Linked DNA regions of Mus musculus: region 1 is linked to region 2. The links are chromatin contacts, called in public Hi-C maps. All regions are on one chromosome and are shown on one strand. The core of a region is the stretch at or near the end of the contact, and the rest is flanking DNA. Distances in the headings are between cores, read along the strand shown. Region 1 overlaps A930006I01Rik (RIKEN cDNA A930006I01 gene). Region 2 overlaps Slc1a2 (solute carrier family 1 (glial high affinity glutamate transporter), member 2).

The links. Hi-C and Micro-C count contacts between places; a contact is called where the count stands out from the background.
Region 1: a contact with region 2 is called in a Hi-C map of the G1E-ER4 cell line, with 2.4 times the contacts expected there. The contact joins two enhancer-like sites. A contact is called at or near these places in 20 of 484 Hi-C or Micro-C datasets (the G1E-ER4 cell line, the HPC-7 cell line, LSK cells and 16 more) and 2 of 115 datasets of contacts at active chromatin or transcription factors (astrocytes and pancreatic cancer cells).

What each region holds. Positions count from the first base shown.
Region 1 is chr2:103,359,210-103,366,024 of GRCm38.p6, forward strand. The region is part of intron 1 of A930006I01Rik (RIKEN cDNA A930006I01 gene); the gene reads right to left. Among named protein-coding and RNA genes, the nearest start is that of A930006I01Rik, 10 kb to the right of the region's middle. Within about 2 kb of position 3,957, at least 6 of the 459 cell types and tissues checked have an H3K27ac peak or open chromatin away from gene starts, as enhancers often do. A contact at or near this core is called in the G1E-ER4 cell line, where this site is marked.
Region 2 is chr2:102,788,274-102,794,853 of GRCm38.p6, forward strand. It overlaps Slc1a2 (solute carrier family 1 (glial high affinity glutamate transporter), member 2), which reads left to right. Exons shown (of 11, transcript NM_001077514.4): 11 at 1-2,511. Among named protein-coding and RNA genes, the nearest start is that of Gm13872, 45 kb to the left of the region's middle. Within about 2 kb of position 3,553, at least 5 of the 459 cell types and tissues checked have an H3K27ac peak or open chromatin away from gene starts, as enhancers often do. A contact at or near this core is called in the G1E-ER4 cell line, where this site is marked.

The DNA of each region.
Region 1 (6,815 bases), core at 2,707-5,206, 570 kb after region 2:
AACAACTTACAGGGCTAGAGAGATGGCTCAGCCGTTAAGAGCACTGACTGCTCTTCCAAAGGTCCTGAGTTCAAATCTCAGCAACCACATGGTGGCTCACAACCATCCATAATGAGATTTGACTCCCTCTTCTGGTGTGTCTGAAGACAGCTACAGTGTACTTAAATATAATACATAAATAAATCTTTGGGCCAGAATGAGAAAAAAAAACAATTTAGGGACATTTTGCATATGTCTTTTCACTTAGCATTATACCTTGAACATCTTTGTTGTGGTATTTATCAACATCTCCTTCTTTACTGTAGCTGAAAAACAACTTATTAAGTTATGTATACTTTTGTGGTGGTTTGAATATGCTTGGCCCATGGGAAGTGACACTATTAGGAGGTACGGCCTTGTTAGAGGAAGTGTGTCACTGTTGGAGTGTGCAATGAGAACCCCCTTCTAACTAGCTACCTATGAGACAGTCTTTTCACTGCTTTCAGATCAAGATGTAGAACTCTTAGATCCTTCTCCAGCACCAGGTCTGCCTGGATGCTGCCATGCTTTCTGCTATGATGATGGACTGAACCTCTGAACCTGTAAGTCAGTCCCAATTAAATGTTGTCCCTACTAGAGTTGCCTTGGTCATGGTGTCTCTTCTCAGCAATGGAAACCCTAACTAAGACAACTTTTATCATTGCTTCATTAGGTAGATATATCCCTGGTCCTTATTTGATCCTATCATGAGGGGTTGGAGTTGAAAGAGGGACATAGTCAATAATGTAAACAATCAGTCTGATGTGCTCAGCCAAAATAATAGTGCTGCCTAATATCGGTATAAACTCCATCCTGCCAACTAGACAGAAACCCAAGCTTTGTTTTTATTTCTGCTCAAGAAACAAGCTCTATGTCAATTGTTCATCCAAGGATGGAGCCCTTCCCTGGCTACCTAAACAAAACAAAACAAGCAAACTTTAGGAAAAAAAAAAAAAGTATCTGGAAGGCATCCAAAATTGTTTGTAATGTCATAAGTGTCTTCATGTTAGATAAGTAGGTCTTAATTCAGGAATATTTATAATTAAGTATAAGGTCTTAAAGTCTTTCAAATTCATAAACTATGTTTTATATTGAAGAATAAATCGTAGACAGTATTTTAAGTCCATAGGACTCATTGCACATAATCCCATGCTTCACACTCTAAAATTGTAACCCAGCAATTTGTTTTTTTTAAGGCAGGATATCTCTTCACCTATAGATCTGGGTGGCCCAGAACTCACAGGATAGTCCAAGCTGTTCTCAAAGTCAGAAGTGATCTGTCTGCTTGCCTCTGCCTCCTGATTGCTGAGATGAAGTGTGCTTTACCCAGCAACTTAGAGACACACGCAAGGTCCCGGGTGCAGAACTACATGAAGAGATGAGTGCACGCTCGCATCTGAGTGCCTCGTCTCATGATAGCCTCTGTAGATACATGATCTACACAGAAATACAGAAAAGATGGTGAAATCTTATTGTGTTAAATCACTAAAAAGATTAATTGTCCAAGTCGATGTGGCCTAGAATATCAAGGCATCTACCTTTGACTATGGATCTATTTAAAATGTTAAATTTGAACCACACCTGGAGAAGGTGGAACATAGTTCCACGAAGTCCAGCCAGCAAGGTTATTGGAAAGTTAATGGAAGATACAGTGTTAGGCACATTTGCATTTTAATTCAGCCACGCCTTTCAGCACCCTCCGGCACACTGCTAACACCCTTTGTCCCGATCTTGGAAAAGAGAAAGTCTTTCCTCCACAGCTTTCTTGGGATTCCAGGCCTGTGGGGAGTCCGGATTTCCTCATAGCCATAGGTGAGTGTGCGCAGGCCAGGTAGCCTAGCCCTATAGACCAGGCTGGAAAACCAGAAGAGCTCGGCCTCTCTCAAGACAACAAAGACAGGAGCCACTGGCAAGTAAAGCCAAAAAGGGATGCATTCTGGGAGCTGCACTCTAGGTTTCTAGTGCTCTTCCCCATGTTCCTTATGGCCTGAGAGACTAGCTCCTTGACCTATGATATCGAGTGCCACTGGCAGAGGAGTAGTCCCCTGATTGAACAGGGATCTTAGTCCCACCTCCTGGTCCTACTTACAGGCAATCACAGCACCAGGCTTTACAGAAAAAAATACAAAAAACAAAGAAAACAAACAAACAGAAGAGATCAATAGAGAGAGACTGGGGAGGGCGGCAGACAAGACGAACCACTCGCATACTTGTCGGATGGCTGAGGGAAGGCTTCTTAGGAAAGAGAAGTATTGACAAAGTGGCTCAGACGGGAACTGTAAAAGCCTTCCATGTCTTGTCATAGTCGTCATGCCCAGTGTGAACATCATCATAACTATCATCATCAGTTAAAACAAACTGAGTGACATGCTATTCATCACACCCAACATGACTATTCCTGTAACTACCACACACCCTCACTGTCGTTATGATCACGAGTTCAGGCAGTACCTAAGGAAGTAGCGATCTGTGCATTTCACTGTGGCCCTCTGCACATGGAGAGAAAAACTCAGACCACTGCTAGTCTGCTAGGAATGCCTGTCATTGTCATCATTATTAGCTAGACCATATTAATAAGTGACTACTGTGTACCAGGTTCTGCTTATAGATCGAACCTTACCATATTGGTATGTTCTTAACATCTTCACATTACAAATGAAAGATTTGAAGAAGAAAGTGAGCTTCCTGAGAGTTCACAGCTAAGGGTTAGCAGACCTGGCATCTAAGCCTGAGTCATCTGGCTTTGTCACCCATCAGTGCACTGTGTCATAGCCCCACATCCATAGCCTTCCCCTGAGCTCTGCATTGGAGGCATATACAACAAAATCTATGTAGGGCAAGAAGATAATATTAAAACCGCTATGTGCTTCTCATCTTATCGTTTTCCATTTCTAGTTTAGAACATATTTATCTGCATGATAAAACACTATACAGTTGGTTAGTACAGTATTCATGGGCAGAGCTCACTTATTTTCTAGTAAAATTGCATAGTCAAAAAAGCTAGGAGACCACACTGCTCTGAACAAAACTAACTGACCAACACCACAGCTAAGCAGATGAAAAGTTATACAAAGTAGACCTGGGGAATACATTCCATGGGCACCATCCTGAGTCATGGTATTATATTCCAAAGAATGAAAGTCTCCATTGTGGCAAGTGATGAGAAATTACAGTGTATTTTTTACTAAGGCCCCTCTTTAAGTTGGTCAAGTAAAATGAGTTCACCAGCCTATGTATGATAGGGTGATTCTTTTTCTGATTATGGCAAGATGACCCATATCAGAAATGATAAGGAGATGTTAGCTGTCTGTTAAATTTATAACTGAAGGGATATATTTTGTTCTTTTCTTTGATCTCTATAAAAACTTCCTTAATTTCTTCCTTTAAAAGTAGATGCAGGGCTGAGGAAATAGTGCAGTTGGCAAGGTGCTTGCTGCACCAGCAGGATGATCTGACTTGGGATTCTCAACACACAGTAAAAAGTCGGGTATGTCATATGCCTGGAACCCCAGAACCAGGAAGTGAAGACAGGAGGATCTCTAAAGCTCACTGGCCAGGCAATACAGCCAGTTAATGAATTCCAGGCTCAATGAGAGACCATTTTTTTAAAAACAAAAAAACAAACAACGATGAATGATGAATGATTGACAAGGATACCCAGTGCCAGCCTCTGACCACAATACTCTAGTGCACACATATGAGCACACATAGACACAGGCACCAATGTTGACAGATACGCTAGTTTTATGTCAACTTGACACAAGCTAGAGTCACTGGAGGGGAGGGAGCCTCAGTTTAGGGAATGCCTCAATAAAATCAGGATGTAGGCAGTCCTGCGGGGCATTTTCTTAATTAGTGATTGATGTGGAAGGTCCCCACGTTGTGGGTGGTGCCACCCCAGGGTAGTTGGTCTTGGATTCTATAAAAAAGCAGGCTGAGCAGGTCAGTAAGCAGCACTCCTCTGTGGCCTATGCATGAGCTCTCTCTTGCCTCTAGTTCCTGTCCTGAGTTCCTATCCTGACTTCCTTCAAAAATGGACTACAGTGTGGAAGTGTAAGCCAAATACACCCTTTCCTCCCCAAGCAGCTTCGGTCATGGTGTTTCATCACAGCAATGGAAACCATAGCAAAGACATACATGGAGACTAAGGGTTTTCCTGTTGTTTTGCTTTTAAAGAATATTTGTCTTTTGGAGATACACGGTGCAATACTGCAATGACTTAATGTCAAGGGGTAGAAAAGAACATGAAAAGAACCAGCAAGAGTGAGGCTTAAAGACGGATATTTAGAGTACATAGTCTTACTCAACCAACCTTTGTCTGTGTGTTAAGTATTACAATAGTTTGAAATGAAAATACAATTTTTTATTTTTGAGACTATAATTACATTTCTCCTTTCCTTTCCTCCCTCCAGACCTCCCCTTTTACCCCTCCTTGCTCACTTTCAGATTCAGTCTCTTTTTAAATCAACTTTTATTGCATGAATATTTATGTATATACATGTGTAATCCTGAATACAACCCTCTTGGTCTGTATAATGTTACTTGTATGTGTGTTTTCAGGGCTGATCGTTTGATACTGGATAACTAACTGGTGTGTTCTTCCCCAGGGAAGATTATTTCTTCCACCTCAGCATTCATTAGGTGTGGGAAGTTCTTTGTGTAGGGTTGAGGTCTTGTGGGCTTTTCCTGGCCTGAATTAGCATATCTGTTGTTGTCCTTGTTCAGCTCCTGTGTAGGCGCATTGGTGAGACTTTATGGGTGTATCATCTGACATTGCTAGGAGACACAACCTTATAGCAAACATGGTCCTATGGCTCATAATCTTTCTGCCCCCTCTTCCACAATGTTCCCTCGGGGTTAGATGCTCCAGTGCTTTGTAGATAGCACAAAGCAAAATCAAAAGAGGCAATGTAACAACTTGATGAGAACCTTTATCTCATTGATAAAGAAGGAATGAATGTGGGTTCATTCACGGAAGTTCTTGTGTGTCTTCTCACATCTGCATATCAGAAACCGCATATCAAAGCAAACACGCTTATGCCATTTGCTATCGTGACAGAAGGAGCTTTCATCTACAAATACAATTGAGAAAGAGAAAATGAAGTCATTACTGTACACCAGAAAAAAAACAGGGAAAGGAACAAATATGTAAATGTGGATGACAGGACTTCCAAAGTCAGCCATGCATAATCTCTCCCTCTCCTGGGGTGGAGACTGAACCCTCCAAATCCATCTGGAATCCAACTGCCATTGCTCAGGAAGCCGGGAGTCCATCTGAGGGATATGGAACACATCTCAAGTACAACAGTGAAAGAAGACCAGAGTGCTCACAGGGCCATAGAGACAGCTCTGCCTTTACTCTTCCACCCTGGGGTAATTCATCTGTGGACTGGTGGAATACTGCAGACATGGTAGGTAAGACCAGTTACAATAGCCCATAGCTACTGAAAAGGCAAGAACTCACTCCCCAAAGGAACACTCACCTGTTGGCCATAGCACCGCTCCAAGAAATAAGAGCCACCTAGCCAAGAGGCCTCAGGGAAGAGTCCCTTCCTGGGTGCAGCCTCTGAGTTCCCTCCAACCTTTTGTGCTCTGAGTAAGAATTTCCACACCCAGAACCCAGTTCCAGTTACACCCCAAGATAGCATCAAAATGATAGGTAAGTATAAGCCCAGCTTTCTGGCCAGGTAGCCAAAGCACACAGTGCCACGGGGGAGAAAATGGGCTGATTCAGATCTGCACTGGCCATGACGTCTTCTCAAAGGCCAGCTGAAGGCAGCTGGGAGCCCTGTTCAGCACCCGTCAGATTATGCTACCAAGAAAGAGCTGGGAGAAGCCCAGCGCTGCTCATTGTGACACAGCCTTTCCCTGGAAGGGAGAGGACAAGCCACCTCTCCGTGACGTTTGAGATGAGCCCAGCTGATGTGGGAACCCAGGGCCCCTGGGTCTCCACAGGGAAAGACCAATCCTAAAGTTACAAGTCAGAGGTGGGCGAGTTTTAACTAGTGTCACCCCCTCCCAAGTAAAGGCAGCAAGAGAAATTTGGGGTAGGAGACAGAGACCCAGTAACCTCCATGATCAAAATTCCAAGTTGGCCCCCAAATAAGCATGTAATCTCAAAGAAAAGATGGCATCTGAGCACGGTGCATTTTAATTAAACCTAATGATGATTGAATTTAGCACCCTGGATTCTTTTCTTCACTTTTGGATATCATTGGCATCTTTTTGTATGCATTCTGTCTATGAACATTGTTTAAACAGCTGAACATTATCAAATGTAGTGACCATATCACCAGTATTTCTAAATGCCTGCCATTTTTAAAAGGTATTATGGGTCAGGAAGATAGCTCAGTTGGCAAAATCCATGCCTTGTAGCAAAGACCCAAATTCTATCCCCTGAACACATGTAAGAAAACCAGCCATGATGTGTTGGTGAAGGCCAGAGCAAAGTTGTTATTCCTTGAGGGCCCCCTTTTATCTGAGACAATGTCTCTCACTGGGACCTGGGCCTCATCAAGTAGGCTAGGCTGAGTGGGCCAGGAAGCAGGGGAGACCCACCAGTCTCCACGCCCCCCAGAGCTGAGATTACAAGCATACACCATCATGCCTGACTTTCTTACGTGGGTTCAAGGATGGAAGCATTCTGCCAACTGAGCTATCTCCACAATACCTTTTAGCACTGTAATTGTTTAAAGACACTGGGAAAAGAATACTATAAGTGATAAAAATCCCTCAATTTGACAATGTTTAACCATTTAAAATAGTTCTATGATACTCTATGATATTCATAGAATGCA
Region 2 (6,580 bases), core at 2,303-4,802:
GCTAATTAGAGCACACATTTCTATAGCAATTTGGGGTATCAACTGTTTCCTGAGCATACAGACACATTTGAGAAATTTTGGAACTCAGTCCTTAATGATGCAATGAATAACTTGACCAAACTCAGAACGAAGAATTGCTTAAGCCCCTTAGGTAGTTAGCATATACAACTGAACAGTTAATCCTTCAGCATCAAGGAATGGTGCTGACTGCTGTTTCCCGACACCAGTTCTTGTTTGCCCAATGGACCTTTCTAATTTTATTTTTCTATAAGAAGAATAAAGGCCGGTGCTAATAGCGGGACCGCTTCTCTATCAGAATCTCCCATGCATTTCTAGATGTTTATGTGAAAATTGGCCCTAATGAAACAGAGTAGCAAAGACTGAGGATGGTTAGGAAGAAAAGAATTCAGGACAGGTTTGGTGCAGTTTTAAGTCTTGCCAAGCAAAATGATAGCAAAACCTCACATTGTTATATGAATTGAACATATATTTTTAAGAAGAAATGAAAGACAACATATTTTTAGTACCCATTCAGAATCCATGCTGTATCCCTGGGGGCGGGGCAGAGCTGGGAGTTAGAGGCATACTGAGATTATTTAGCATAAACTCAAATACTTTATCCTCAGGTAGGCAACAAACTTATGTAACCTTCCCACAAGGTAAACCAGTAGCCACGGAAAACACAAGGTGTCTTTTCTCCACCGAACACACACTCTGCAATGGTGGGAGGACTGGTATTTTACTGTGTTTGAAAGAATAGCCTGTTACATAGATGACATAGTAGGATGTATTCAAACCCGCTCCTCATTAAGCGAACAGATTAGCTGTGCCCTCAACTGGCTACGATTGTATCTGTTTTCACCGCTAGCTATCAGAGCATGAGTTTCTTGTGTGTACACGCTGATACTTGGTTCACGCATGAAGACAGTGCCTATGCACTTTGTGTAGCTATCATGTAGGTATTTGTGTGTAATTTCAGTGAAACAATGTATAGACGTAATTTAATGTAACTGTTTTTCTTGGCTGTTTATCTAAATGCAGTAGATATGTCGGTTGCCGTTTGGAAACCTTCCTTTGCAGTCTTAGGTGTCGTCTAAGAGTTATTTCTCGTTCTCAATGTGACCTGAGTGAAGAACTTAACCTATGAAACCCCTGTACTCATGATTGTTTGCAAATCTCTGAGTCCAGCACCTTTGTAAATACAGCCCCGAGGAGGAATGGGGGTGAATGTGTTTCCTGTTACTCAGTGAAATATCAGCCTACGCCTGCATCATTCCCACTCAGTGCACCAGTGGAACTTGTGGTTACCAAGTCTGAGGGAGGTTTAGAATGAAGACACTCGTCTCTCCTCCCTCACTGGTGGACTGGGCTTAAAGAGACAGAAAAAAAAATCAAAAAGTCCATCTCCTCTTCATACTCAAATCATGTCTTCTGGGGGAAGGGTCAACCTCTCTGGTTGTCAGATCTTCACTTGATGGTGACCTTCATCATGGCCTAAACATCATGGCCTGAAGAACCTTGTTACCTTTGACTTCCCGAGTTGGAGTACAAGAATGTTTTTATTGATTAGTAGTCATGCAGGTGAGCCTGAGCCTCCCCCGAAAGCACAGTTCTGGCAGCAAATTGCACACCTGTGAGAGAACAACAGAGTACTAGAAGCACACGAAGGCTCAGGGCCAGCAACAGCCAGGGGCCAGCAATGGTTGAGGACCAGCAAAGGCCAGTGGTCAACCTTGGCATTGGCAGAGGACCAACCTTTGATGGACTGATCTTGAGTATGTGACAGGAGGCTGATCTCCTCTACTCAGCCTGCTCTGCTTGCCTGTGTGGAGTAGGTGGAGATGAGATTAACAATGGCAATTAGATGTGATTTTGCGAACTGCATTCTCACTAAATACCATACTTTGTAGTTCCTGTAACCCCTCTCTTCCCCACAAAGACAGAAGAAACAGCAATGTGCTCGAGAGTACCCCTCCCTTTCCTCACAGATCATTGAGAGGTGAAGCAAGCACACTCATTTTCAGGGGCTTCCCCAGATGTGTGGAGTGAGGGGATATGGTGACTGTGCCCTTCAAATTATGGATGAAAAAAAAAAAAGTACAGAAGGGAAGGAGACTTTAGGCAGGATTATTTTTGAATGAAAGATCAGATTAATGTTTTCCCTTCCGCTCACAGTCCCCGTTGGTCTGGTGTCATGTAGCATAGTGCGTCTATAGCACATGGTATTTAAAGACTAATGAATGCAAAGAGACTAATTTGGGGGCTGTTTCTTATATATGGTACTAGGAAATGCCTTGTTGGCAAAGCACACCTTGGGTAGTTGAGATCTCCTGTGTTCGTCTTTAGCTTTCCTTGTGATGTAGACTCATGACTGTAACATTTCATGTGTAAAATAACTGGATATTCTTCATATGATGGAAATAACCTGTGAATTCAATCTTTCACTAAGTGTTTTAACTACTGTGTATATATATCTCTCTCATCAATAAATGTAGATTGCAATTTCTCTTTGTAGTCGCCTATTCACTTTCATTGAAGTTTATTAGTTACAGAGTGTTAGTTATATCTTTAGTGGTATTTGTGGAAGAAGTTATGGACGGAAGTCTATGATACTTCAAATAAACACTTTCTGGAAAACCTCAGTACAGTATGCAGTAAAGTCACAGCTAATGAAGCAAATCTAACAGGATGTGTGTTATGATGGTTCATCTGTGAACCAGCCATGCTAAGGAGGCTTCCAAAACCCCTGTTCATTTCTTATCTAGGTGGCATATTAATCCCCATTTAGCTAGAAACACTATTCCTTTCTACCCTCATCCGGGGAATGTCTTACTTAATCCACACTGGGGGGCATCTCTCAAACCCCTGAGAGGAACACTGTGAGAAAGTGAGGTATAGCCGGGCATGGTGGCGCACGCCTTTAATCCCAGCACTCGGGAGGCAGAGGCAGGTGGATTTCTGAGTTTGAGGCCAGCCTGGTCTACAAAGTGAGTTCCAGGACAGCCAGGGCTATACAGAGAAACCCTGTCTCGAAAAAAAAAAAAAGTGAGGTATATTTGGGGCCATTTTCTAGGAGGTTGAAATGTCTGAGTTCAGGCGGCCATGGTCAGCATGTGCCTCGTGATGTCGTAGCAGGTAGGTAACATCACATGGAAGAAATCATACAAGAGTGGCCAGTGTGGTGGTTAGAAGAAGATAAACACAAGGCTGAGCAATTACAACCCATTTCCAAAGTCAAGTTATGAGACCTTACCCACTCCCGCGAAGCAGATGCTAATCTCTTTGGAGTAAGAGAGCCTGAGTGACCTAGTCATCTCTCACTATATCCAACCTCTGAAAGGACCTAAACTTATCAACATTTGCACACTTAGGACCAAGCTTTTAGCACATTAACCTTTGTGGGTAGGAGAGATCTACATACAAACCACAAGAGAAAGTATGGTGGAGACTGTCTCTATGTTTATCAATGCAGGTTAAAAGAAACACAGCAGAATCTGTACTCAGCCTCAGCAATCCCTCCCGAATGCTAGCTACCTCGAGTCTGCTTATGGTTCAATGGCCAAAGCATTGCTCTGTCTGTGGGGCAAGGAAGTACAACCTCATCAAGTGTATGGTAAGAAAAGGGAAATGAAATTTTCCCTTGAATTTCTTAAACAGTTCATAAAAGACAGTCAAACCATTTCTTAGTATTCTAGCACAGCAATTTTTTAGCCTTTTAAGAGAATTAGAACAATTATACCTGAGGAATAGCATGGCAGACATTAAAAGGTCATGTTAGAGAAATTAAATTCACAGCCTTCAATGGGATGATCACCACAGACATGGTGAGAGGCTTAAGCAATTTAAGTCCACCCAGATGTGACAGGCTCACATTTCACAGTGCAGGGCACCCACTGATCGATGGGATGCATTAGTTCCTTTCCATTCTGGAGAGAGGAAAGAAGTGCATATCTGATACTGAATGAGCAACATCCATAGATGCGACACAGCATGTCTCTTGTCACGAATGACAACAATTTGCTTAGATTGTTGGTGAAAATGAACACTTCATTTGATACTTTCGTCCCTTGGAGTTAAGTCTGCATCTCATCCACAGTAAAAATGGCACCAAAATCTCAATTTCAGAAAACATGCTACATGCTACTCAGTTGCCATTTTTTCTTTTAAGATGGCAAGCAGCCAAAATCAGAGTCCAAGTGAATGTTTCACACTTAGAATAGACATAAGTAAGCCAGTGTCAGCCAGTTCTCCAAAGGATGGCACAGACTAGGAGAGACTAGAGTGAAGCCAAGAATCCATCACTCCTGGATCATAGGTGAGAATCTATCAATTTGTGTGAGCCAAGTGTTGCTTTGTTAATGACGAAGAAGCAAGGAAAGAAGAAGAAAGTCTAATCTGGAGTGAATATAGAAGGACCAACTGTAGACCGGAAGTTAGGACTCTGAAGATTTCTGTAAACACGACTGTTAGTTTCCGTTACAGGAGGAAATGCCCTCTAGAAATCTACTTACAAAGAGAAGAGGTTTCTTTGGCTCGGGTTTGGAGGCCAAGGCTTATTGGTGCTTTTGCTTTGCGGCCTGTGCCAGTGAAGCACAACAGGGTAGGAAGCACCTGATGGAGCTTAAAGCTCCAGACTTTACGACTAGGTTGAGAAAGAGAGAACGGGGAAGAGGCAGGCTGCCACATTCACCTTCAGGGCATACCAAGTGCCAGAAGGGCTCTTAGCAGATCCGTGCCTCAAAGTTTCCACTGGTTCCCATTATTTCCAAGCCTTGAACACATGGGCCTTTAGGGGGACATTCCAAACCAACTTCAATAGGTCAACTCTTTGGCACACTTGAAACACCTGGTTTAAATTAGAAACTCTCCCAGCTTTTAACATTGAAATTTAAAGGCTTTCATCTAGGTAAACGAAGGTAAACTAAAGTGTGTGTGTGTGTGTATGTGTGTGCGCTCGCGCATGTACGAATACTCACAAGCACATATGCATGGTGTATAGCTTCACATTACAATAAGATAAATGTCCCCTAAATCTGAGCCATAATGCTACATGGAATGCAAACCTATATGACTCTTTTTTTACCCTGTATCCTCCTGACCCATACTCTGCTTCTTAATCAATAGTTTGCGTTTAGAGAGACGGTTCAGTAGGTAAAATACTTGCATACAAGCATGAGGCCCTGAGCTTGGATCCCCAGCAGCTTCATAGAGAACAAAGCTTAATGTCATATACCTGGAATTCCACTTCTGCAGCTGTAGAGACAGGAAGACTCCTGGCACTCATTTGCAAGTCAGTCTAACTGACAAGTAGTGAGCTCCAGGTTCAACGAGAAACCCTGTCTTGAACAATAAGGAAGAGAAACATAAAACATGACACTTGATATTGATCTCTGGCCATGTACACATGAGAGGCGGGAGGGAGGAAAGGTGGGAAGAGAGGAGGAAGAGTAGGGAGAGGGGAGAGGAGAGGAGAGAGGAGAGAGAGAGAAGAGAAAGAGAGAGAGAGAGAGAGAGAGAGAGAACTTCATGACTGGGATGAGAAGAGGAAGAGGCAGGCTCTCTCACAATCTCCCTTAAAAGCACGCCCCAGTGACCAAACCTAAACTCCTAAAGTAGCTTTGGAAGCTTATAAAAAAAAAAAAAGAAAGAACTGAGAACACATGTAGTCACATGCACTCCTTTTCCCCCTCTGCTCGGCACAGTGTTTCTCAGTCCATCCATAGCTGGCACTTGTAATATGATAAAATGGTAATATGAGGACATGTGAATATGCTGCATTTTGCTACTTGACTTCACTTGCCACATTTCTAGGTGTTTCTTCAAATAAAATGAAGCTGATGTGAACATCTGTCTGTATTTCCTGTGTGTATCCCCAGGACAGAGTGGATGCACTCTGAGACTTACCAATAACAGTGGTGATGATGATGATGATGCATATGTATGTGTAGCTGACGAGCTCTTGTTCAGACTCTCCATAACCTCCTCAGTGTGGGCCACCCTTAATGAACCTAGCAATCTAAACACTGTTGCCTGCTTTAGGGAGTCAGAGTCTCAGCAGAGACACCAAGGCGTGCAAAGACATTAACAGGAGGGGACTTAAGTTTAAAAGCAGAGACTCTCTTTCCTCGGACTGCACAGAACACAGATGATATTCATGAAGAATTGTGTGAGCCTGGCTCTCCTCTTCATTCTCATCTATTCATAAACTATCTCTCTCTCTCTCTCTCTCTCTCTCTCTCTCTCTCTCTCTCTCTCTCTCTCTCTCTCTCTCTCTCTCTCCTCTCTCCTCTCTCTCTCTCTCTCTCTCTCTCTCTCTCTCTCTCTCTCTCTCTCTCTCTCTCTCTCTCGATAATAGCTAGCTAGACAGGCCCTTCTTGATCCTTGATGTCTTTACTGAGTTAAATGCATAAAGCCTCATGGCTCTGCTGTTCACTGTCTTATGAAATGCCATTCCAGACAAAGTCACAAAAGATTCTGCCCAAGAACCGCCCATAGCTCCTTCAGCTACATTCCAACAAAGTACTACAAACTAGGCATTTAGAAACTACAGAAAATTGCTTCTTATCTTTCTAGAGGCTGG